Linked DNA regions of Mus musculus: all the other regions are linked to region 1. A link is a contact called in public HiChIP or PLAC-seq data. All regions are on one chromosome and are shown on one strand. Each heading gives the region's core, a stretch centred on a gene start, on an enhancer-like site or on the middle of the called end of the contact. The rest is flanking DNA. Distances are from core to core; before and after follow the strand shown. Region 1 holds the start of Pigc (phosphatidylinositol glycan anchor biosynthesis, class C). Region 2 overlaps Dnm3 (dynamin 3). Region 3 has its middle 56 kb from the start of Gm31869. Region 4 holds the start of Dnm3 (dynamin 3).

Region 1 (6,581 bases), core at 3,043-5,542:
TAAAAACAAACCCCACAGCTTTTCTTTTCTTTTTTTTTTTTTTTACAATACCTTTTTACATCCAACTGCCATCCGTTGATGTGAACGATGAATAATTCGTGCCAATTTGGAGACACAATGTGTACAATCCATCACAGGCAATGCCTGGATGCTTTGGGCTCCATGGGGCAGTTCTTTGTCTTTTCCCCCCCAAACCAAGTGCCCGTGGGTTTGAGAAAGCAGGGTAAGTGATCTTGGGGGACAATAACCCACTTTTTTTTTAATCATGAAACAATCTTCATCAATAACAGTAAACATAAAAAAATGGCATTAGTTGAAATTCCTCGTCAAGATTTTTATGAGAAACCAGAAAAATAAAAAGGATTACTTCACAGTATAGTAATATGCTATACTACTACCCGCTTGTTAGTTCTAATTTGAGACTACTTACAACAAGCAGAGGGCAAGTACCACTTGCACAGATGGAAGCAGCCACTGGAGAAAGTACCTCATTCATTTTGTGCCTTTGCCCTCTTCAAATTTAACCTACATTCCAACTGTTATGACACCTCCAATGTCCCTTATCCAATACCAAAAACATTTTTAATTTTTTCCCTCAGATTTTGAAATTTTTACATAGAGATAGCTTGAGAACAGGACCCATCTAAACATAAGACTTAATTACTTCATATACAACTTATATACCATATTAAGACAGTTTTATACTTCTTAAATAGTTTTGCACAGATTTCATGGAATAGAATGTAGAATTTTCACAGGGCATAGCATTGGTGCTCAAAACCTTTCAGAGCAGATCCTGGAGCATTTCAGATTTCAGAATTTTGCATTTGAGGTGCTCAGCACTAACATCGAGCTTCGGGTTGGGCTCTCTTCAAGACGCTTCACACAGCTTATCTATTGCAACAATTCTTCAATATTAAAGGTGAAAGCTGAGAACTGAACGGTTAGGTAATTCCAGACTTCACAATTTGTCCCATCTTTAGACAAGATGGATTGCTCATCACCAGCAGCAGGGTCCAATTACTTGATCAACAGAGCCGAACTCAGTGACTCAAGCTCCCACTCTTTCGTTCCTCCCCCAGATCTCTGTGACTAAATCCCATCACGTTCCCATCATTGTGCTTTGACTATCATATGTAGTCACATCTTGCCTGCAAATGTTTTTGTAATCTGAATTAAATTTGAGACAGTTCACAAAGTATATTCATATTACGAATCAGAATCACAGTTACTGCAATATTTACTTTCTCTGAGCCACAGGTATGACTCCCAAACTGAGTAGAAACAACACTTTTGGAGCGGTAACAGCTGCCCTCACTGGGCACACTTGCTTGGTCCATAGTTTTCCATTCTCACTAGTATTACCTATCTGTTTCTCAAAGGCTTTCACCTGCTATCCTCCACGAGTAAATTAAATGTCACCTCTGGTTTCCTAACTGCCTGAGATGAACTCACCCTCCAGCCTCTTTCATATCGCTAACGTTTTGTTTCTATGGCATGTAGCTCTCCTTGAGTGACCACTTCTGTGGTATTGGACAACAAACTGGATGCCACCATCAGGGATTCTCAAATTTGGGCTCTAGATATATAAAGGTGTCCCTTAGTATACACAGAAAAGGCTAAACAACTGATTACACTTTTACACACACACACACACCTTCATACTACTTTTGTCTTATGCTCTCATAAAAATGAGACAGGGCCAGTGTGATGGCTCAGCTGGTAAAGGCCTGTTGCCAGGGCCTGAATTTGATGCGTGGGACATACATACTGGAAATAGACAAACCCCCTCTCTTATACACACATAAATAAGGGTTTCCTTGTTTTGTTTTTTTTAAAATACTAGACAATGCAATGGATATTACTTTTTTAATAAGCAGAACCCACATTACATCATTTGTTACAGGGAATAAAGGACAATAATTCATAACAGCACCAGAAAGCTTTTTCAGTCACAAAATAACTGAAGGACAAGCACCCTCCCCTAAGCCCTTGGTTAAATGCTTTCTTCTGATCTCAGCTCTACCATCTAGATCAGTCGGCTGCTTCAAGAGTGGACCCCTGCCTTTAAATGTTGCACCGGTTAGGCTCGAAGTCTTTCCGCTGGTCTTAATAATGAAATGAAGGTCCCTAGATTAGCTAAGGAACCTAGACAAGTCTTCCTTGATTTCAGCTTCATCCCAAGGCCCGTGAATATTTTCCTTAAAAAGCTGCAGATGAATGAGGTAGTAAGGGCAGAGACAGGAGATGGAAAACAGCAGGAGAGCAAAGAGTATGGCTCCCACAGCACTAATGGACAGAAGACCTCCAAAGGCAGAAAAGGCAAAAAGCAAAGTGACCCCTACATAGCTTCGCGGGGTGTACGCCTTCAGTTTCTTCTGTAACATGGGCCACAGTGCAAAGATCTGGATAGCAAACGTCACCATAATGAAGGCGTGGAGTGACCGGGGGAGGCGTGAGGCCAGGCAAACAGAAGCAAAGATGGCCATGTTCAAGGACAGGGTGCTGGATACAATAGCAGCATTGGCACCGTAATCAAAGAAGATGAGATGGCCTAACAGCATAAAGACTGCCATGGCGTAGATAGTGTCTGTACTGACAGACTCCGTCAGGGTCTTTAGCACAGGTGAAAAACCGTAAGTGAAAGTGATAAAGACCAGAGTACTCTTCAGGTCGGCCCACCGGGTCCGCCCACTCTTCTTCCGTCCATCACCTCCATCGATAAGATCGAATAAAACATACCCAACCAAGGAAGATGCCAGTCCGGTCCCAAAAAGCCACTGGGGAGCCAGAAGACCCTCATCCATGTACCACCAGATCACTACAAAAACACAGACACTGCACAGCTGCTGTATCACCACACTGGACTCAAATACCACAGCCCAGTACTGGTACTTCCGGGCATAGATGTTTTTCCGGAGTTCTTCCAGGAACCTCTGGTCAACATAGTTATCAGGGAACGGCTGCCGCTCATATAAAACCTTCTGCCACTTGACTTCTGGGGTGTCTGTTACACGTTGAGCACACATTATCTCATTCTTTCCTCAAATCCAGGTTGGCTCAATCTCCCTCAGGGACGTCCATGGGGTTCTGGTTCTTGATAAATCTGTAGATTAAGAACTCTCTGGAAATGCCATGCTGATACCCTACAGAACTTTCCTTGTTTACAAAGCCTTCAGTACAAGCTGAGCCTGCATTAGATGAGTTTGTCCTGAGGGTCAGGACAACACAGCTAAATTCCTAGAAGAGAGAACTGTAAATATATGGAAGCTGGCATCAGATACAATAAAAAACAACTTGGCTTACTGAAAGCCTAGATAAATTGTGTCTGGTGACATAATGCGGCATTAAGCCTTCACATTTTAAAGTGTAGTCTTAATAATTGATATCTGCATCTAACTCAGAATGTTAAATGTCTTATGCACCTTCTTTAACTGTCACAGCCTTACAAGTTAATACCAGTTATGAGTTTACCTAATAAGACATCTGAGTTTCAAAACAGTAGAGTATTTAGGTCCCAGGCTAACAGCGTGGAGCCAGACCTCCTACAAAAGTCTAGTGTCAAAGTCTCTGCTTCTGGTCGTCCTTCTCTAAGCCAGTCTTAACTTGGGCATTCATACACTCTAAGGTTTATACTATTTTTGCATGATTATATTTGCAACTTACGCAAATTTATAGGGACAGAATCCATCCATAGCCGTTACTAGGTCCCCAAAGGTATCTGAATAAGTTATCGGTCGAATGACAATAACCTGCACCGTACAAAAGGGCATGATCTCTCTATAGTTTTAGCCCAAACCAAGAACTCAAATCTTTTTTGTTCATTAGCTGAACTTACTATCCTTTAAAGTGCTATATCATCCTAATTAACTGAAACAGCAAAACTCTAGCGCAGGATCAAGAAAACAATCATCCCAGTCGTAAACACAGAGGTCATTCAGCAAATTCGAGAAAGAACTTCCTGCCGGACCGTCTGTATTTTTCGTGGAGGCTAGGATAGACCTTTGCTTTAAAAGCCGTACACCCTGGAGTCGGCCCTCACGCACTGGGACCTCGGGATTTGAAAGGTCCCCGTCACCGGGCGGCGAAGGGTCTTGGGCTACCACTCACCCAACCGGCCTGCCCCGCCCGCCGCTGCCGACCCCCGCCCCAGCCTTGGATCAGCCGGAAGCGCTCACAGCGAAGGACGCCGGAACCCACCTGCACCAAGCTCTTTAGGGGGGTGCACGACCGAGAAGAGCGGCCGCCTAGCTACTTCTACATCCGGGACGCCGGCTTGGAAGGGGACTACTGTGGAGGAGCACTTCCGGATCCGCAGCACTCGGCGGCCAAAGCGTCCCGCCCCGAGACTCCACACCGCGAGGTCACTGCTGCCCTCTACTGATTGCTCCTCTCCTGGCAATCTGCTCCTAGTGGAATGCTAAGCCTGGGAAGCAAATCCCTCAGTGGGAATTACTTCACAGGGTGTGGAAGGCAGGAGAAGGCAGGAAGAGTCGCGGGGCTGGTGGAAGACTGGTAACTGCAAGGTTACCATGACATGTGTTGACAGGCTCTCAGCCAAGGGACTTTCCATGCATCCAAACCCTCCTCCTATAGGTGCCAAACCAGGCTTCTGGTATTCACCAAAAAAAAAAAAAAAAAAAAAAAAAAAAAAAAAAAAGGGGGGGGGAGTCGGGGAGATCCCAGATCTCACATAGCATCCTGTGCGTTGACTTGCACAGAGACGATGCGATCATTAGTTTGTTTTTGACCAAAGTCAGGCAGCTGGTTAGTAATTGCAAGTAGATCAGAAATATCCAAATGTGGATGGCTCCAAAGCTGGATCCTTTCCTAGACTTTGCCACCTAAAAGAGATGAGGGTGGAGAGCCTTTGGGACGAGAGATTGCTGATTTTCAACTGGGGTCTTGGAAGTGTCACAGGATTTATAAATAGATGGAAGCTCGAAGAATTTAAAATATAGAGACTGTTAAATAGTGTGGACACAGAGGCAGAAAGCATGAACCCATTTATTCATATTCACACTATCTGGGCTTTGAATTCTTTGTCTGTAAAAGAAAGAAGGCGCTTATTTGTTCTTGGCCACCTTATGGAATGGTTGGAGGACTCTCGTGTTAAAATAGTTTGCAATGTATTGATTGCTGTGTGGTTGCTGTTAGCTTACTTTGCTTATTGTAATACCAGCACTGGTCAAGTATTTTAACTTTTTTTTAATATTTTGTTTTTAATTATGTCTACATATGTGCTCCTGACTCCAGGTGTCTGTGGAGGTCAGAAGAAGGTGCTAGGTCCCCTGCCGCTATAGTTACAGGCAGTCATGAGCTGGCTTGTGGGTGCTGTCAACTAAACCTGGCTTTTCTCCAAGAGGAAGGAGTGCTGTTAGCCACCAAGGCATCTCTCTGGCCCTGTGACTCCCTTTAAGATTTAGTCTTCGGAAGTGTGATAAACTCTGCAACCTGATCTCTTTCCATTTCTCTCTCTGTAGGCTTTTGTTCCAAAGTTTGACAAGATTCCTTGGCTGAGTGAGGCCAGCCTGGTAAACAAACCATTGATCCTGAGCATCCCCAGAAGGTAACTTCCCAGCTTCTGAGGACAGAGCCTTCGAGGCAGAGCTCAGTGGTTGTACTCTTAAGGTGGAGAGGTGCATGTGCCCTGTTGAGAAACCAAGTCGAATGCAAAAAAAAGAAAAAGAAAAAGAAAAAAGAAAGAAACGCCCTGGGTTTCTCAGACAAAGGTTATGCTATGTAAAGGCCTGGCTAGAAGAAATGAGAGCCGCCATAACCTTCATTTCTGCGTGTACTATTCAACCACAGACACTGTAACTCAAAACACTTCCATAGTTTCCCCCCACCCCGCTTCAATTTCTAGTCTTCGAATTCTAATTATCAATAACCTAGAACTATAACACGCCATCTTTATAGAGTAGCAATAGCTGTATTTCACGTGGGGCCTCCTCCAGTTTCATGGGTCGCTCATGCCCTCACAAAGCCAATAGATAACACATTTCTGATTTTGAAAACTGAGGATTTATATGTATGGGGCATTTCAGCTTCTACTTAAAATAATTAAGTTCTTCATTCAACACCTCCCCGCCCCTTACAGTTAAGTTGTCCCTGGGTGTGGTGATAAATCTCTGAGAGAAATGTAGGTTGTGAGATGATGGCGGGAAATAAGGAATCGGGGATGAGCAAGGACGGTGCAGAGGCAGTTCCATAGGCTTGTCTTAGACTGGAAATGGTTGCTAGAGAGAGCACAGGCTCAAAGAGTTTCTTTTCCTGTTGATAATCGTCATACATCTTTAGGTCTGTGAGCAAATGACCACATGAGGGGCATCCATGCCTCCATAACACATGTCTGCTTTGTCTACTCTTTAAAACAGTTCTCAAAAGGCTGATAGATGATTTTGTGTATTTTCAGAGCAAACATTTGAGTGCATGTTGTGTGTGTGTGTGTGTGTGTGTGTGTGTTTATCTGGCATGAGCAATGAGAGGTTCAATAAACTCAAAGGTTTGTTTAGGAAGTATCAAAGTAATATACCCACTAAGAGTTGATAACACCTCAAGAGTCATCGTGAGTAAATGAT
Region 2 (6,342 bases), core at 86-2,585, 480 kb before region 1:
TCTGAGAATTGTATCTTGAGTGCATACCATGTGCGTTCTTTTGTGATTGAGTTACCTCACTCAGGATGACATTTTCTAGTTCCATCCATTTGCCTAAGAATTTTATGAAGTCACTGTTTTTAACAGTACTCCATTGTGTAAATGTACTACATTTTCTGTACCCATTCCTCTGTTGAGGGACATTTGGGTTCTTTCCAGCTTCTGGATATTATAGATAAGACTGCTATGAACATAGTGGAGCATGTGTCCTTATTACATGTTGTAGCATCCTCTGGGTATATGCCCCGGAGCAGTATAGCTAGGAGAACCCAGCTAGACCACAGTTCTTTAAAATTTAAAGTCAAGGATTGACTTTTCGTTGAATGCTTATAATCATGTCACTTTGCAAAGTAGGTTGTATGGCAAAACGGGCATAGAATGTTCCTCTGTATTCAAAATTATATTTTTTGGGTGAAAGGTAAAGTATGGAATGATGAGCAAGCATCACAAAGCTATGGAAGTAAAACACTAAGTGAACATAACCAGGTGCCCAAGGAGCTTTATATGGTGCAGGCAATCAAAAGGAAATCGTTGACTTTGGAGGGTAGGGCCTGGGGGCGGGGAGCAGTCTTAAAACAAGGGGCACCTGAGGTATCCCTGGAAGTGACAGGAGTTGGGCAAATGGAAAGGTGGAAGGTGTGTGTGTATCTGGTAAAGAAATGGCTTGAATAGACACTTGAAGGTACAGGAGGAAAGTCTGGGCTTATTAGGTGAGTATTTCTGTTAAGCAGGTGAGATTTTATATATGTACAAGTGTGCTATGTCAGAGAATGTCAGAGGACACAGAAGGATGACAGCAGAGAGAAAGGAAGAGAGAGGGATAGTGAGGGAGGGGGAAGGGGGAGGGGGAGGGGGGAGAGTGAGAGGGAAAGAGGAGGTAGGTGGGATGGGATGAGATGGAGGACCCACCACACTTGGAAGCAAGAGACACCATGTACAACTAAGTACCTGTTGCTTGCCCTACAGGAGTAGGCACGCTATTTTGGCAAGTCAAATCCCCAAAGGGGCACTTATGTCACGAAGCAGATTTTCCGACATGTTAAACAGTTCTTGATAGTGTTCCAGATGAAGGGAAGAACAGGTTTGCCTGCGATTAGTGTGACTGGTTCATTCCTAGCAAATTGACTATATTGCCAAAATCCTTGGTAATTAGCTATAAAACAGAATTTGGCTACAATTTAGATCATCTGGCCTATATGAGTATGCAGTAGAACATAAGAAAACCCTATGGGATGTGGAATAACTGTTCAGTGCACAGGGCTGCAGGGTGTTTAGCATTCTTGGCCCCACAACATCACCACTGCTCTCTGTTCCTCTTCCCTACAACCATTGCCCTATTGGTATTTCAGACACTGTGTAAATTATGTATCCTAACCCATCCCCCTTTTTAAAAAGCTTAGTGATGGTTTTGCTTATTTTTCTCTGCCAAAACAAAAAAGAAACCTTTAAAGTATTTCTCAGGAAGACAGATTTTATGAAGCTAAGATTTAGTGAGTTCTTTACTTCTTTAGTTTATCCAACAATTGCTAGGCCCCTACTGTTTGCCAGGCAAAATACAGGTCTAAACTTTGGCCTCTGAGTCCTGTGGTCAACTGATAACTTATCTGCAAAGGTATGTGATAAGGTATGTGGGTGGTGGGGAGTGGTTGGGGGGAGGGGAATTTGAGAGGCATGACAAAGCACGACAGAGGAGCAAGGAAAGGCCAGGGAGAAGGACAACGCACATCACATTTGAGTTAGAGTCTGAAGGATGCTGTTAATTTAACAGTAGTGGAATGTATTACATTATGACAGAAAGTCTTCAAGACCTAAATCCCAGAACTTTGCTTGGCTTTAGGCCCCAAAGCCAAAGAAATCAATGAAAATAACAAGAATTGTGGCTATTCTCTGCTTCTATCATAAACTTTTATTTAGGTGTTCTTAAGGCATCATATGAAAAGTACATTTTGGGAAGTTGAATATTTTAAATAAAAGGTGGATTGCATAACCTTTAATTTCCTTCTCATTTTTATTCTTTAATTTTAAAAAACGATTTATTTTATGTGCATGAGTATTTTGTATGTATGTATGTATGTATGTATGTATGTATGTATGTATTTATGTATGTATGTGTACCATGTGCATGCCTGGTGCCCACACAGGCCAAAAGAGGGTATCAGATGGCATGGAATTGGAGTTATAGATGGTTGTCAGCTGTCATATATGTGTGTGATGGGAACTGCACCTGGGTCCTCTGGAAGATCATCACGTGCCCCTAACTGCCAAGCGTCTCCCCAGTCACACTTTCATTCCTGGCAGAGGTGCAGCTTTCCTAGAGAACTTCTTAAAAGGTGATTCTAAAAAGAAAAAAAGAAAAAGTAATCTGTGAACTAAAGGATCAAGTCAAAAGCAGGATAATGAGGTCTGAAATTATTTTGCCGTGACTCCTGTTTGCCATGGAGAGTAAAAAATATGCCCCGCCTTTGATTTCTCCCCAACCCCAGCCCAGCTCTGCTGCTGCTACCCCAGTGGCTTGTTCCCGTTAACCCGATTCCTTGACCTTTAACTACTGCACTGAAGAATTCAGACTCCCAAACCGTGAATTGCCTCATTCATATCTGCAGGGTTCAGACTGCACTTGAGTTTTAGGTGGGGTGTCTGACTATAAACAGACTAGAGGGGAGGGTGGGTGTTCTGCGAACGTACTGACCACTGCTGTCTTAATTACTCACTGAGAGTTTCCGGCACTCAGCGCAAGGATGTTCAGGCCAGCCCTCGTGACAGATCATACTGCCTCTGGTTGGCTCATATGGTTGGGAGAGAATATGGATGATAAAGTGACATTTTCATCTTCGAACATGGCATGGAGGAGAATGGGGAAGTGATCACTAACGATAAGATGCTCAACAAGCTCCCAAAGCAAGGACCAGTGACCCTCGGTGAAGCTTGCATGACATTCTTTTCAATACAAACGGAAAGACAATAGTGAGCTGTTTTCTCCTTTCAATCATATTCCTTAGGAACAACAGCCTCATTTCCTATTTTGTATTTCTCCATGGTAAATAATGAAGGCATCTCCACAAATGGAATAATCCAGAAAGATTAATTTAAAAATCTTTAATTAATAAATTAATTTATTTTTTTGGGCTGGGGACAAACTCAATCAGTTGAGAAACTTTCTTACATCTTGGTTAGACTGGGAATTTATTCAGGAAAAGATGTCTGTAAGTTACTCCCTTTCTTCAAACGCCTAACAGCCCTGGTAGAAGGGTCTGCTGAACTAAAAGCTTTCTTAAGCTTTGGGGAGCAGACGTGCTGTGGCAGAGACGGAAGCGCATCTTACTGATCTGCTGCCTATCTTCATAGCTGTGAACCAGCATTTATCCAAGTTTGTTGTCAAAGAGCAACATGGTCATGCCTTCCTTTGTCCTTCCTTCCTTGAGGTGCCCCACCCCACTCCATCTGTGCGTCGAAGTCAAGAATAACTTGGGGTATCATTTCTCAGGTCCCATCCACCTGGCATTTTGAGGCAGGTTCTCATTAGCTTATAGCTCTCCGAGCAGACTAGGCTGGCTGGCCAGTGAGTCCTGCAGATTTTGCCTGCCTCCGTTTCCCCAGCACTGAGGTGATGCCCGGCTTTTCTGTAGGTTCTGGGGGGTATTTAACTCAGATCTTCATGCCTGAATGGTAAGCACTTTTCCAGCTGACTTGCCACCTGAGCTCTTGTTTCTTTTTCTATCTCAGCTTGACACATCTGCAAAGGTTTATTACTAGTTTGACTAGGGCCTCTGATTTGTCTTCAGAAATAGTGACATTGTTGGGACCTTGGTCAAGCAGACCCTATAACCTTGATGAATATATTCCTCACATTTAAGGCCAGATTTTCTTTTTCAGTGTTTTGATGAGAAACAAATACATGGAAAGCCAGAAATATTCTGAGGCAATCATGCATCCGGTTGGATCTCTGACATCATGGAAAGTTACCATGCCAGTCCAGTGTTTATAACATGTTTGTAAAATTTCAACACTGAGCCTCCTGCCTTCTTCTAAGTGTGTGTAGTCCTGGAGTAAAATACGTGGCCTTTGTGTTACTGACTTTAACTTCCTGGAACATCTTCCTAATTCAGCTTGTGAGTCCTGGTTCAATCAAACATGGTTGGTGGCTTTGGCTTACCTACTGGCTTAAATGATGTGTTTGTCCCCAACTCAGTCCATCCAGTGCATAGGTAAAGTGGAAGATTCTGCTTTAGTTGCTTAAAGAAGTGAGGACCGGAGGCCAGATAGTTCCCCTGACCCCTGCTTTGGTTCTCAAATGACAAATCATCATAGGTTTGAGTGGAAATCACTTCTTCTACTATTTAGAGAAAGAACTAAGAATTGGCTACATAGTGCCCTTCCTTCAGGGCCACTTTAGATTGCTCTGAGTGTTTGAAGGCACAGAAGTACTCAGGTAGTTGAACATTGCCAGGCAATTGTTTCAATAATGCATCATTCAAAGTTCATTTACAGATAATGGGAGAATACACTAACTATTCAAGAAAAAAAATGGAATAGAATATAAATAAAAACATGTCCCATAAGGGATTAGGTGCTTACTAATTATTAATTGTTAATATGGTTATTTTAGAAGAGAATCAGCTCCTAAGCAAGGCCTCCAGATGTGCATTTCAGGAAGACAGTGTAGAGCTAGAAGAACTGATGCCTTCTTTGTCACCCTTAAGAGGCTAGGGACTCAGGAAATCTTATGACAGCTACTAGCTTAAAAAGGGCTCCACTCAAGCTATGACTAGGAGCCAGGAGGCAACAGTGATCTTCTGGAATGTTCTGTTAGCTGAGATTGAGGGATGGCCCGGCTATGAGCACTAGGGTCTTTAGAGCACTCTCCCAGCTGCTGTGTCTGCATTGCTGGTGCCTGAGTGCCTCTCTTCTCTCACTTAATTTAACTCTAATTCCAGATCTCCTGGAAATGCCTCTAATGGTGAAGACTAAACTGCAATTCACCCTCACGGTAGTACATCTATGGCGAGACCTAAATTACATCAAGAATGCTAGTTACAGGAGAGTCTGGGAAAAGAACATTTTAGTGGTCTAAGCTCTGTAGTGTAAGAAGGCAAACTGAGAGCTTAAAAGAGAAGTGGAGACACTTTGTTCCAGTGTTGTTCCCTGTAATGGCCAGAATATACACTTAGAATTTGGCTAAGTATAGGAAACAATGTTCAGATATAAACTTCTATGTTACATAGGTCTCTAATCAAGAGTTTTTCCATGCTGGGGTTTGAGCCCAGGGCCTTATAAATTTCAGAGAGCTGCTTTAATTTTGGGGTGTTTCTCCCACCCTCCAAGTAGGGTCTTAAGATAGGTTTTGGTTTTGTTCCCATTATCTAAGTCTCCAGAAGAGCATCTAGCAGCCTATAATTGTACATTCAGATGTGGCATCTGGAATAACTCAGGTATTTTGATGTATTCATGGTCTGAATCCCATCTCTTTAAACTTGGCTATCTTTGAAATTAGACTTTTCCCACTGGTGATAGGCCAGTGTACTTAAATGAGATTTTTTTTTTTTGGAACAGAGAACAGTAAGTAGAGTAAATGAAACACAAGCAATTTTAGTTTTGTAGTCTGTGAAGTTTAGCTAGCACAATCCTGAGTGTTCTATGGAGTGAAATTACCCCTTTCTGGTACACATTGTTGGGGTAACAAGGCTGACACGAGGTGTGGAAGGCAGATACATCAGGAGGAAGCAGGGATGGGAGGTGCCCATGCCTTCCTGTTAAGATCCTGATTTGTGAGGCCATGTGTTGGCACCTGTTCTTTTAGGCTACACGATTAGGTTCTTATATCTTGACCTCCCTTCTAACCCTTACTCCATCCCAACCTCTTCCAACCCCAACACTAGGTAAGAGAGAAAGAAGGTTAGAGGGAAAAGGAGACAAAGAGTTCTACGGCTACTTCCTGCTAGGTAGGGTCGTTGTGTTCCTTGGGGCCAGGCTAATCTTCATCGTCAGGTTATTCCCGTTCTTCTTCTTATCTCTGCACAGGGCCACTTGACAAACCACAACAGCAGCACGCAGGAGCAGCAGCCTTCTTAGAGCTCACCTTTGGGGCTCTCACATTTATACCTTCACAGAAGTTCCCAGAACTCCAAAGTAAACTATCTGCAGCCGGACAAAACCACAACCCCTGCTAGTACACGTGGTAAATCATAATCACTTTCTGTGAAGCAGCCTCTAATTCCACACATCTGGGACTAAAAAATACATTCACGTAACGTAACTGGGCTTTTAAAGAAACCAAAATTTTCACTACAGCTATGCATATATATA
Region 3 (6,221 bases), core at 55-2,554, 260 kb after region 1:
CTCTTCATGCCCAGGGCTAGCACAGAGTGAAGGAAGACTAGGCACGATGCCTGGGAGTTTAATTTGCATAGTATTTTAGAAAAATCTGGTATACTAGGAGGGGCTAGGAGAGCTGTTTGCATTAGGGTCGCTGAGGCTAATTGGAGACAGAAGTTGTAGGATTAATATTCCTGAACAGCGTTCAGACAAAGGAATATAAGAGGGGCCATATTGTTGGGTATTAGCAAGGAGCATCACTGAAGTAGAATTATGGTAACTTAGATGCCCGTTAATCTAATTATCAGGTGGGCCACTTTTAGTTTGATCCAATTATAACATCATTCTAATGAGTCATAACTGAGTTTGAAGGGAATATAAGATTTCCTATAGCTTAAGAAGTTGGAAGAACAAAAGAAGACACATGAAAGGTTTTAAGATCGTTTGCCTTTTACTTTCCCAGGGTGAAATTGCATGTAAATAATAAAAATGTAATTGGATTATCTTCTCCGTTTAATAGTTGAGTAAGAGAAATTCCAAATGAACTTAAGAGTTTTTCCCCCAAGACAAAAACTAAAAACATCCTTCTTTAGGAATAAACCTGGAACAAAAAAAAAAAAATTGTAACACCAGGGATGGAAGAGCAGTAGTCATTATAGTTGAGGGCCTTGTAGCTGCCATGGGAGCTACTTGTGTGGTGGGAGCAGGCCTTGCAGTTAGGTGGTTCTCTTAATAGCTGTGTGGGATGAGTGACAACCCTAAGGCTAGAGTTTCTAGTTAAACAGGTCCTCATTCAGTCAGCAGAGCAGGAGACCCTGGGATGCTAGAAAAGAGTTAGTCTTGGGGCCTCTGGAGCGCATGTCAATGCAGTCCAGCTGCTGAGTCAATCGAAGATACCATGGTTACTATTTCTCTTTGGCTAGAGAGTTAGAGTCATAGGTAGATCCCTGTAATAATGAAAAAGTCCTTGGGTCACTTGATTTGATCTATAAAGTAGTAGTTGGCTTTCTTAACAGGTCCTTGATGCTTTGATTTTATTAAAAATAATAATATGAATAATAATAATCTTAGCATTCCCAAGGGAAGATCGTGCTTTGGGTCAGAGAAGCCATCTTTTCTCATGAGGGAGGTGTGTTTGAGCCAGTGTACTCTCTGTGTAAAAGGCCTTCTCAGAGTAGATCAGATAGGACTTGGGGTTTGCGTAGGGGCAGCTCACAGGTGAGAAGCACCTCCTTTGGCTTTGTGTTTGAGTGGGCTGAGCAAGAGGGGAAGGTGGTGAGGAGCCTAACGGGCTTTAGAACATCGGTTTCAGTCCCGTGTGACTGCTTGGCTGCGTGCCCACCTTTTGCTCCATTCGTAACGAAGTTCCACATTCGACCGCTGAGAGCGTTCTCACATACAGATCCTGTTTACATAAGAACTTTGATCAGACACCCACAGTCACATGAGAACTTTAAATACATCCTGGAAGGGTATCCTCTAGACACTCTTGTTTCTTAATATTTTGAACAACAACAACAACAAAAATCTTGCTCTGCTTTCAAGACTCTGAATTTCTAAAATGAATTCAGCTCACACTGAACTATTCATTATTCAGTGTGCCATGCTGTGGCCAGTTAAACTGTCTTGTATTGCTGCAAGATTTGGTGGTAGTGATTAAGCATAAATTTTAATCAAAAAACAGAATTAGTAAAAGTATACTACTGACTTTTCTACATCAGAATTCTCTCTCTCTCTCTCTCTCTCTCTCTCTCTCTCTCTCTCTCTCTCTCTCTCCCACACACATCTTTTCTATATCCCTCTTTAAACCAGAAAGAAATGCTCAACACATTTGCTATTCAAAAATGGGACATTGTTTTTCTCCCTTAACTCCTTTGCTGGAGTAGCTGCATGGTTTCTTTTGAAGCTCTCCACTTAAATTCCCCAAGAATTCCAGGGTTTACCCGGCACAGAGAAGGACGGTGCTAAATATAGAAACCACTGGAGATCACTTCCTCACACCACCACTTGTGTGCACGCCTGGAGATCCAGCCAGGACATCTTCCCAGCAGGGTTCATTTGTCCCTTACAACAGTAGTGCCTGTGGTTGTCATGAACTCTTGTTTTCTGTCTTTCTTTCTTTCTTTCTTTCTTTCTTACTTTCTTCCTTCCTTCCTTCCTTTCTTTCTTTCTTTCTTTCTTTCTTTCTTTCTTTCTTTCTTTCTTTCTTTCTTTCTTTCTGTTTTGGGATTCCCACGCACAGCACATCCTGTGGCAAAAGCTTAGCAAGGTTGCGATCTGGTTGCATTCTAACTTATCTCCCTCAAAGACTGGACTTCCTATTCCTGTTTATACCTGTGCCCATTACCAGCTAAGTGGCTGCACTATGCTTTTCAAACCTTGTCTTTTATTTCTTTTTTCTTATAAAAGTATAGCTGTGAAAGATGAAGTATTTCTGGTAAAGACATTTTCCTTTCCTTCTGGTTGAGGAAGGTTTTGTTCTCCAGCCTTCTTTGCATCTGGGGATGATACTGAATATATATGTGTGTGTATATATATATATATATATATATATATATATATATATATATATATATATATATATATACACAGAGAGAGAGAGAGAGAGACAGAGAGATACAGAGAGCACATGGGGGCTCATGCCTTACTTTTACCTGGCCTGGCACAGGAAGAGCTCCTGTGAGATCTTCTATATATTCTTCGTGAAGTTGAAGTGCAAGATTAAAGCATGGTAGCATCACAAGTTAAGGCCATCCTGAACCCTGAGCCACTGTATAGAGGTAAGCTATAAGAGATCAACCTACCTTAGATCTGTGTAAATGAGAAATGAGTTTTTATTTTGTGAGTTTCTGAGCTAATATTATGGCATAGTCTGAATTTCCTAAACCGATACACTTATTACTCAAGACAATTTTCTCCATCTCTACATAATGCCTTGTAAGTTCCTTTTGCATTTCCAATTAGACTCTTTTATATGTATCCAAGTTCATAGAAAGATATTTGTTTCTGAAAGACTTGTCTACTACATCCTCATTTTTAAAAAGGTTGGCATGGGTAATAATGCCTTTAGCTAAGTTATGTTTTGGTAACAAATGGCACCCACACTAAAAGTGACTTGAACTCTAGTAAGAGTTTTTATTCAAGTTACATGTCCATTATGGCTCAGGTGAAGTTTTGCTCTAAGTCCTTATTGAGGAATCTAGGGTGATGATGTAGCTTCTACTTGGAGCATGAATAAGGGAGACATAGTCCAGTGACTGCATGTTGTCTCTTAAAACTTCTGCTTGTAAGTGACAAATGTCAATTCTGCTTCCATGCCGTTGTCTAAAGCAAGCCACTTGGCTAAAGCTGATGCATAGCATGGCATATGAACCTCTGAATGGAGAGAGATCACAGAAAGGAGAGGAATCAGAATATTTTAAAGAATACTCATGCCATCTGTCACAATCCTCTGAAGACACTTATCTGGCTACTTAAAAAAAATTTTTTTTTATTACGTATTTTCCTCAATTACATTTCCAATGCTATCCCAAAAGTCCCCCATACCCTCCCCCCCACTTCCCTACCCACCCATTCCCATTTTTTTTGGCCCTGGCGTTCCCCTGTACTGGGGCATATAAAGTTTGTGTGTCTAATGGGCCCCTCTTTCCAGTGATGGCCGACTTGGCCATCTTTTGATACATATGTAGCTAGAGTCCAGAGCTCCGGGATACTGGTTAGTTCATAATGTTATTCTACCTATAGGGTTGCAGATCCCTTTAGCTCCTTGGGTACTTTCTCTAGCTCCTCCATTGGGAGCCCTGTGATCCATCCAATAGCTGACTGTGAACATCCACTTCTGTGTTTGCTAGGCCCCGGCATAGTCTCACATGAGACAGCTATATCTGGGTCCTTTCAGCAAAATCTTGCTAGTGTATGCAATGGTGTTAGCATTTGGAAGCTGATTATGGGGTGGATCACTGGATATGGCAGTCTCTAAATGGTCCATCCTTTCATCACAGCTCCAAACTTTTTCTCTGTAATTCCTTCCATGGGTGTTTTGTTCCCAATTCTAAGAAGAGGCACAGTGTCCACACTTTGGTCTTCATTCTTCTTGAGTTTCATGCGTTTAGCAAATTGTATCTTATATCTTGGGTATCCTAAGTTTTGGCTACTTCTTAAAGAAGGAAACAAACTTTATATCTTAATACTCAGCTCCTTCTCACATTGCAAGGTTGTGGACCAGATGTTTTTTTGCTGGTTTGTTGCTACTCTGGATGCAATTGTCAATGAACAAAATAGGTCCGATCAGTCTAACTTGACTAAATTCTTAGGACCTGTATCATTTGCAGAAGTGCCCTTTAAATAGCCAGTTACACTTAGTTCAGAGAAATGTCCATCTCAAGATGCTCTAAACCTCTCCCAAATCCATTGCCCTCAGCCTATCATGGAGCACCAATCCTTCTGAAAAATGAAGTGAAGATGCTTGCATGTGGCTTACTAGTAACAAGCATGAAAGCATGCTGGTTTCTGAAATTAATAATGGAAAAGTCATGTGGATTCTGATGGGAAATCTCGTTTCTCCCTCGTTCACATGAAAGGGAAGCCCCATCTCTCCTTCCATCCTTTCTGGGAAGCACCCAAGGGACATTTTCTTGTTTCTTCCCACTTCACATATACTTCCTACTAAGGGAGGGATAGTTAATCTATGCTTAAGAGTCTGTTATTCTCTGGGATGGGTCCTGTTCTCAGAAGGTAAGGTAGACATTAAAAGCAGAAATGAGGGGTTGAAATTCAGTGGAAGGGTGCTTGTCTAGTATTTAAGAGGGTAATGGTTTGATCCATGACACCACAAAGAATCAAAGAAATATGACCAGACCTCAGGGTTTTTCCTCCTGTGCTGACTGTGAACTAGACAAGAAGTGTATACTCTCCTCTTTTTTTCTTTTTTTTTTTGTACAATGGCTGCTGATAGCTAAAGTGACTGATTTATAGAGGTCCCAGCTCTCCTTGTCTTCCTTTTGGTGAAATATGGGGCAGCCAACTGGGCAGGAATTCTTGTCATCTTGGCAGACTTAATGCCCCTGCTCTTGACTTAGGAAAACCAGGCTGGCTTCACCTCAGTAAGTCTATAGTATGGTTGAGCTTCCATTAGTCTAGAGAGACCTCAGTTAGTAAGATGGGCTACTCTGGATTTACTGAGAGTTTCAGCCTTGAGGAGAATTGGGGCCAGAGATTAGGCCCATCCTGTGGGGATTATGTGCAGTCCTATAGTTTCAGAGGATCAGGATTTTAAAAAAGGCATGCTATACAGTGTAGGATCCACACCAGGATAAATGGTTTGGCTTTTCTATTAGCTAGACTACTGATCTTCATAGCATTAAAGTAATCCCCTGTGTGACAGAAATGGAAAAAATTCCAAATAGGAAAAACTGGCCAAAGACTATGTACTGTTAATTCATCAAAGAAGCAGGTGAAGAAAGTTACTATCACTCTTTTAATGCTATCCTTAGGTGATGTGATCCAATTCTTTGGTCTTAAGTGCCATCTCCAGATGAGGACACTCAACTTTTTATCTCTGGTTCTAATGTTTCTTTAGGGCACTGAATTTACATATGCATCTCTTACTGACATCTCTCCTGTATGGGATAGTAGTTTTTAAAAAGACAATTCTATGTTTACAAAAGAACAAATGATGCTCTGACATCTCCCAGACCTGCTTCTTCTTCCCAGTACTATTCACGGAGTGTTTAAAACACTTAACTAAAGGATATCTGTGACTCATCCCGCCCTGCCCTTACACAGGACACAGGCTACTGAGCCCTGCACCTGTATTTCTTCTTTTTCCTTTTTTAGCAACTTGCCTAGATTTTGTCACTTCTCCTCTGACCCAATTCATCTTGTTATATTTAACAGAGACCACAATTGGAACCATGTGATTGCCCAATGACCATTTCAGTGGTTCGCTGCTTCATCTGTGGCATGAATTCCAAAGCAGAGGCTTTTTTGTGTCCAGGTGACTGCTTGGTGGCAACAAATATTGCTATAGTGAAGTAGCACGGAAGAGCCAGGTCTCTGTCGGTGTCTCCTGGGTAGGGTTCATGGAGTCTACTAAAGCCCTGTAACTCACAGAGCAGCCCTTTACATCCCAGAATTATTTGATAAAAAGTGTTAATCAGTGTTAAAAGTGAGGTAGAAGCACTGACAGAAAGACCAACTCTCTGGCTTTACCCAGGAAACCTTGGGAATACCCACTCTCAACTTCT
Region 4 (5,933 bases), core at 560-3,059, 510 kb before region 1:
GCTTATACAGCGTGTAGTGTAGTGGTGTACAGGAGGAACCCAGCAAGGACCATGTCTTCTTAGATGCTATCCATGACCCTCTGCAGAGGCAGTCATTGCTCCCTGGTTTCCATCACAGGTTCCTTTAAATACACCCTACATCTGCAGTAAGCTTGAATCGTATAACAAAATGCCATTGTCTGCATAACTTTAAAAGACACTTTTATCCAGTGTTCTCAGGGCTGGGAAGTTTAAGGTCAAGATGTCTGCTGATCTGTCCTGGTGAGGGCCATCTTTCTGCTTGGAAGATGGCTGCCATCTTGTTGTGTCTTTGTATGGCAGATGGGGCTGGGTCTCTGGTGTCTTTTATTACAGGAACACTAGCTCTTTCAAACTAGAGTTCCACCATTATGACTTTATTTAACCATAATCATTTCTTTATATCAAATACATTGACCTTGGAAGGATCTAGAATCACCATGGAAACAAACCTCTGGGCGTGTCTTTAGCTAGGTTAGTTAAGGTGGGACTACTCCACGTGTTGGGATTTCTGAGATTTCTGACTGCCTAGGAAGGACAAAGGTAGCTGATGATCAGCATCCGTTTAACTCTGCCTTCTGACTATAGATGCAATATGACCAGCCTCCACCCTCTTCTGCCACAGACGTCCCTGCCACCAGCTCCTCAGGGTCAGTGCGTAGAGGTTGCTGCAATAGTGGTCCAAAGTTTCCATCCCAAACCGGCAGCAAAGCATGGCTCTGTACTCCATGTGGTACTGGTTTTGCAGGCATGAAAAGTGAAAGACTGACTCAGCTATCATATAGCATATCCAGAGAGCCACCGAGCCTAGGAAACGTGGGGCAGGCTCAGACTTGGTTCACTGTTGTCCTAGAAGGGCAATAGTGCAATGGTGATGCCTAAGTGACAGTGAAGACCCCAGGGTGCTAGAGATGCAACACATTTTCCTATGTAGTCTCTAGTCTTTAGGTTACTTAAAGCCATTGGGCAATCATCAGATGGAAGATGTGCAGGACAAGTAAATATTGCGCACTAAATCCTGAGAGGTATCAGTATTCAAAATGCACAGGAAACAGGACCACGATAAGGAGGTGAAGAACCATGGCCATTTATCTTCGTGTCTCCATCTCCGGGCACAGACTCTTCTCAGTGTGCTAAATTTAACGGATCGAGTGCAGACTGCGTGGTTACAATGGACTCAACAGCCAATCTCTTTGTCCTGACCAGGAGCTAAAAGGACAGTTAGCTCAGGCAAGGAATTCTAAAAGCCAGAATGAGTATGGTAGGAGTAGGGAACAGAAAGGTTCAAGGAACTACACTTTAGCTTACAGAAGGTAGAGTAGGACAGGCTGGTAATGATGAGTACTTCAATAAGGTCAGGTAACCCAGTTTTCTAATGGGGATTGACTCTAAAAGGCCAGTTTATCTCTGCATCCCACAGCAATCTGGGGTTTTGGAGTAGGGGGTGAAATGTGAGATTTCCTTTTGGGAAATGTATTCTGGTGCGTACAGTGGTGGTGGTGCATGGTGAAGCTGATGTCAACGTGCTGTTAGCTGATGGTAGATGGTAGTGCTTTCCTCTAGGCTTCGTCTGTGTGGTTTAGCTCCTTCAAAAGGAACAACAATTCCTGTTGGGTGTGATTTTAGGCTTTTCCTTGACCAAGTGCAGTACTCTGCCCTTTAGCCTGGGCAGTGGCATCTGACTGAAGCTGGGAGGCAGTCCAACCGTAGGCCAGTAGGATTGGAAACTCTAGGGAGAAGCAGGGCGAGAGGCGTGGTGTGGGCGTGACCGTCTCAGGACCAGGCCACGCCTCCTTCGCCTCTCTGGGCTGCGCAAGCGCGTCGTGGGCTGTGAGCTGTCAGGATCCTAGCAGTGGGAGGCAGGGATCGGACATCGGTGCAGGGACTCCGCCGTGTGAGCCCCGCACAGCGACAACCGGGACAAGTGCTTCGAGGCCTGGGCTGCCTGCCAGGTCACACAGTCGAACAGGGACCTGTGGGGCAGTTGGCCGCACAGGCAAGATGGGGAACCGGGAGATGGAAGAGCTGATCCCTCTGGTGAACCGTCTGCAGGACGCTTTCTCGGCTCTGGGACAGAGCTGTCTGCTAGAGCTGCCACAGATCGCCGTGGTGGGCGGCCAGAGCGCCGGCAAGAGCTCAGTGCTCGAGAATTTCGTGGGCAGGTGAGCGCACCGGGAGCGCGGTGGGGGCGCGTCCGTGGGGGTGGGGGGAGCCCCGTGCTTCAGGCCGTTGGAACATGGAACGGTGTGGGGAGCCCCGAGGGTGGACTAGAGGCTGCAGCGGATTGGAGGCAGAGCACTAGTGTTTCTAGAGCGGGCGGGGTCCTCCTTGCTCTGAGCATCCTTCGCCCCAGCATTCTCTACCCGGTGGTGACCCCCTGTCTGCCTTTCATCCTGCCATACAAAGCCATTTCCTCCCCACCCTCGGTGGGGGAGTCGGGGTACGCCCTGGGATCCACTTCCCTCGCTGGCTTGGTGCGCGCCAGCCCCTGGCAGCCTGGAAGCGCAGCCTGGTGCTTTCCAGTCGCCAGTTCTCTTTCTCAACACCCCTCTCCTTTCCCTGTCACTCTCCTGGAAGCTCTCAGCCGGGATGTACCCCTCCTTCTTCGTCCACACCCCCCTCTCCCCCACCCCACCCCCCCGCCGCCCCGGCCCCCCATCCCCTGTCCCTGACTCTCATCTCAGCTGTTTACTGTTTGAAACAGTCATCGCCTGCCCGAGCAGGGGAGGCGGGGTGTGTGAACCCCGAAATCCCTGTGGTGAAGGCTTACACTGTTTGAAACAGTCATCGCCTGCCCGAGCAGGGGAGGCGGGGTGTGTGAACCCCGAAATCCCTGTGGTGAAGGCTTACACTGTTTGAAACAGTCATCGCCTGCCCCGAGCAGGGGAGGCGGGGTGTGTGAACCCCGAAATCCCTGTGGTGAAGGCTTACGGGGAGATGCTTGCCTACCATTCGCCTTGGGAGCTGAAGAATAAACGGTGGTGTGTTTATGAGTGTGCACCCATTCACTGCTCAGGCATGACTGAAAACCCGAGACCTCCAGGGATGACCGTGGACTTGCGATGTTCAGGTGCCTTGTCATTCCTGCACCATCTCAGAACTGACCAGCATCTCTCTTGCACTCTTTCTATGCCATGCGCCGCCTCCCCCCTCCCGCCCCCCACCAATCCTCTTGCATTCCTTAAGCTCTTGTTTATCCAGCGGGTCTTCAAGATAACATCCAGAATTCAAATTGTAGTTATAGCTTCATGTCTCACAATTTTAAACAACAACAAAGAGTTGTTATTGTTTTGAGTCAGAAATCAACGTTTTTTCCAGCAAACAATTCAGGAAGGATTGAGTTACCTTAATGGCCTTGTGTGAGGAGTGCATCCTGAAGGCTGGAATCTGTTTCCCAGTAGTAAACCAGGTAGAAGGTGCAGCAATGAAAACGGTGGGCTGGATGGGGCAATCTGAGATTACACTTTGTTCTTTTATTTGGCTGGTGAGCGGCTTGTGATGCAGAGGGTTCCTGCTGTGGTTCTCCATCTCCTTCTTCCTTTTTGTTATTGCTTGGCAATGTGTAAACTGTACTGCTGACTACTCCCACATTTTTGGGTGTGAGTGTTGCGAAGTGCGTTTCCCTTTTTCTCGAATGATGCTCCATCTCTCAGGAGATACTCTTCGTTTTTCTTGCTTCAATGTGAACTAGAAAGATAAGACCGTGTAATTGCTCGCAGTTGACAGCTACCCTTTCGTAGTTAGTTCCCTGGATCATTTCTCCTTGGTTTTATAATTAATTTTTGCTCAATAAAAAAAAAAAAAAAGCAATAGCAAAGCATTTTGCCTACGTCATCTCAGACCTCTGGTCCAAGGCAAGAAGTTATTTAATGATACTCATTTTTAAGGATTAAAATCATATTTCAAACGCAACAGCCATGTTCTTATGCATCTTCCTTATAATTTCCTTGGAACGGCTTATATTTAAGCATATTTTGCTCGGTGCCTTTGATTTCAATGCAAAGTGTATGCACATATCTCAGTTCTGCCATCCAGGCTGGCAAATCAGAACAGTCTTCCTAGTGGTATAATGAAGATGTCTACATTTCCCCTCATTAGCTGCATTCTTCTATAATGAGGATAAAACAGAGGCACAGGAGAGTAACATATTTAATTCTGAGCATTCTTCCATAATAAAATGAAAAATGGGGACTGTAAAAATCAGAGCACTTATCAGAATGTGTTAAACATTTTCCCTACTTTATAAAGTTTTACCAGTAGTGACTGTAAGGCTGATAAGAAGATAATAAACATAGAATATGCTCATTTAGTAAATATATAAAACCTTTCCTAGCTGCAGAGTAGCCCTGTCTAGCGCAATTTATATATTAAGGAGAAAACTTAATTAGAAGGTCATTTGACTTTAATAAAGATTTTGGTCATTGAATGATTGAGGAATCTAATTTCTAATTATAACTCAACCTTAGGGGAGGGAAAAGGAAAAAAAAAAAAACCCTTCATTTTCAGAAGTGAATCAGCCCAGGTTGAAAAAGAAAAGGTTTTCATGTTTCAGTGGAATCTTTTAACTTTTATTAAGCAGGAGCTTCATAACGAATATAAAGTTCTTTAAGAGGCAGTCTTTCTCCTCTGCTCATAGCTGTTCTCACTGCAATGCTTGACCAATTGTGCAGTGACCGAGTACAGACCAGCACCAGGATCTTCACTTGGGTAAACTGTTTGCTTCTGAATTAAGCTTGTTCTCTTCAAAATACTCTCGTGTTTATTGACTGTTTGTTTACCACTTAACAATCCACCTTTAGTGGCTGACCATATCTTTCCATCAAAAATAGTGTGCTTATACTGTTTTTCTTTTAAAAATACCATTGAATGTATCCGGTTGTGGATGTATTTGTTTAGCTGTATCTGTAAGACCAATTGTCGGGTGACAAGTTTGTTATGAATAAAATGTGTCATGAATGAGCTACTTGTTTGTGATTTTCTTGCTGAAGCAACGGATTTGCATATTAATGTGATATAGAGTGAGTAGCTAGATTGTTGTGATTGTTCAGGGCGAGCCTATATGCTGGCAGTGAGAAACTGCTTATGGTCTAATACCCAGAAAGTTAAACCCACGGGCTGAAGGTTCACGACCAGACTCTCATCTGTCCATTGGTCTGGTTTGTAAATGGAGTAATTGAATTTATTCAGCTGCTTTCTTATGTGTGTATTTATATGAACGTTCTTGCCCTCCCTTCCAGCTGAACTCAGGGCCTGGTGTAGGCAAGTGCTCCATCACTCGGCCACATTTTCAACTCATTTCCTCCCCCCGCCCCCCCCCCCATTGTAGCCTTGAATCACCCTGTATCCCAGGCAGGCGTTGAACCTGTGACTGTCCTCTTTCAGCAGTTATTGTAGCTGGGATTACAGGCCTGAGTCACCTGCACAAACAGAAAAGATTTGGAGGTCTGGCTCTAAATTTGTATATTTAGATTGTAGTAATGATAAAAATAATGGCTAATATTTACCGAGTGATTGCTACATCTTGGATGCTACCTCGGGTCCTTTTATATGAGTAATCTCATTTAATCCTCATAAAACTCTGAAGAGGTAGGCACACTTATTCATTTCATTTTACCTAATAGTAAATTAAAATGTAAGGCGCTCGAACAAGTCACTTGTGGCAAATTTGAATTAATGTAAAAACTTCAGGTCAACCTGAGATGTTTGAGCTCCTTAATCCAGTCTTCAAAACCTGTGTGCTGAACTGCCCTTCCACATGGAGGTTTATCAGTCCTTTTGGTTAATACTTGCAGTATCTTTCTTTTTGGTCTCATAACTCTGGGCACTCTATTGATATAATTTTATTTCCACTATGTTTTATTTCCACCTACTGTCTTAGAAGCGTTAATGAAAAGATACACATTTTTATTTACTAG

What was found. HiChIP or PLAC-seq counts read pairs in DNA pulled down with a chosen protein or histone mark.
Region 2: a contact with region 1 is called in an H3K27ac HiChIP or PLAC-seq map of extraembryonic endoderm stem cells, with 5 times the contacts expected there. The contact joins the enhancer-like site here to the promoter of Pigc in region 1. A contact is called at or near these places in 3 of 39 promoter capture datasets (the 3T3-L1 cell line, 3T3-L1-derived adipocytes and cranial neural crest), 2 of 115 datasets of contacts at active chromatin or transcription factors (bone marrow-derived macrophages and extraembryonic endoderm stem cells) and 1 of 9 other capture datasets (adipose tissue).
Region 3: a contact with region 1 is called in an H3K27ac HiChIP or PLAC-seq map of regulatory T cells, with 5 times the contacts expected there. The contact joins the enhancer-like site here to the promoter of Pigc in region 1. A contact is called at or near these places in 4 of 39 promoter capture datasets (HPC-7-derived erythroid cells, embryonic stem cells, liver and 1 more), 6 of 115 datasets of contacts at active chromatin or transcription factors (T-cell acute lymphoblastic leukemia, effector CD8 T cells, large pre-B cells and 3 more) and 1 of 9 other capture datasets (liver).
Region 4: a FOXA1 HiChIP or PLAC-seq map of pancreatic cancer cells shows a contact between it and region 1. The contact joins the promoter of Dnm3 here to the promoter of Pigc in region 1. A contact is called at or near these places in 15 of 39 promoter capture datasets (the 3T3-L1 cell line, the HPC-7 cell line, the SN4741 cell line and 8 more), 3 of 484 Hi-C or Micro-C datasets (the N1E-115 cell line, cerebral cortex and embryonic stem cells), 7 of 115 datasets of contacts at active chromatin or transcription factors (astrocytes, effector CD8 T cells, embryonic forebrain and 4 more) and 1 of 9 other capture datasets (macrophages).

The regions. Positions count from the first base shown.
Region 1 is chr1:161,966,899-161,973,479 of GRCm38.p6, reverse strand. Pigc (phosphatidylinositol glycan anchor biosynthesis, class C) reads right to left here and starts at 4,292. Exons shown (of 2, transcript NM_001039045.1): 1 at 4,201-4,292; 2 at 45-3,240. The coding sequence starts at 3,029. The coding sequence ends at 2,136. It overlaps 4930558K02Rik (RIKEN cDNA 4930558K02 gene), which reads left to right. Exons shown (of 7, transcript NM_001204904.1): 2 at 5,484-5,569.
Region 2 is chr1:162,444,679-162,451,020 of GRCm38.p6, reverse strand. The region is part of intron 1 of Dnm3 (dynamin 3); the gene reads left to right. Among named protein-coding and RNA genes, the nearest start is that of Gm31985, 29 kb to the left of the region's middle. Within about 2 kb of position 1,335, at least 13 of the 459 cell types and tissues checked have an H3K27ac peak or open chromatin away from gene starts, as enhancers often do. A contact at or near this core is called in extraembryonic endoderm stem cells, where this site is marked.
Region 3 is chr1:161,708,229-161,714,449 of GRCm38.p6, reverse strand. No RefSeq gene overlaps it. Among named protein-coding and RNA genes, the nearest start is that of Gm31869, 56 kb to the left of the region's middle. Within about 2 kb of position 1,304, at least 59 of the 459 cell types and tissues checked have an H3K27ac peak or open chromatin away from gene starts, as enhancers often do. A contact at or near this core is called in effector CD8 T cells, memory CD8 T cells, regulatory T cells and 1 more, where this site is marked.
Region 4 is chr1:162,473,910-162,479,842 of GRCm38.p6, reverse strand. It overlaps Dnm3 (dynamin 3), which reads left to right and starts at 1,809. Exons shown (of 21, transcript NM_001038619.2): 1 at 1,809-2,180. The coding sequence starts at 2,020. Gm31985 (a long non-coding RNA gene) reads right to left here and starts at 3,177. Exons shown (of 3, transcript XR_373653.3): 1 at 2,968-3,177.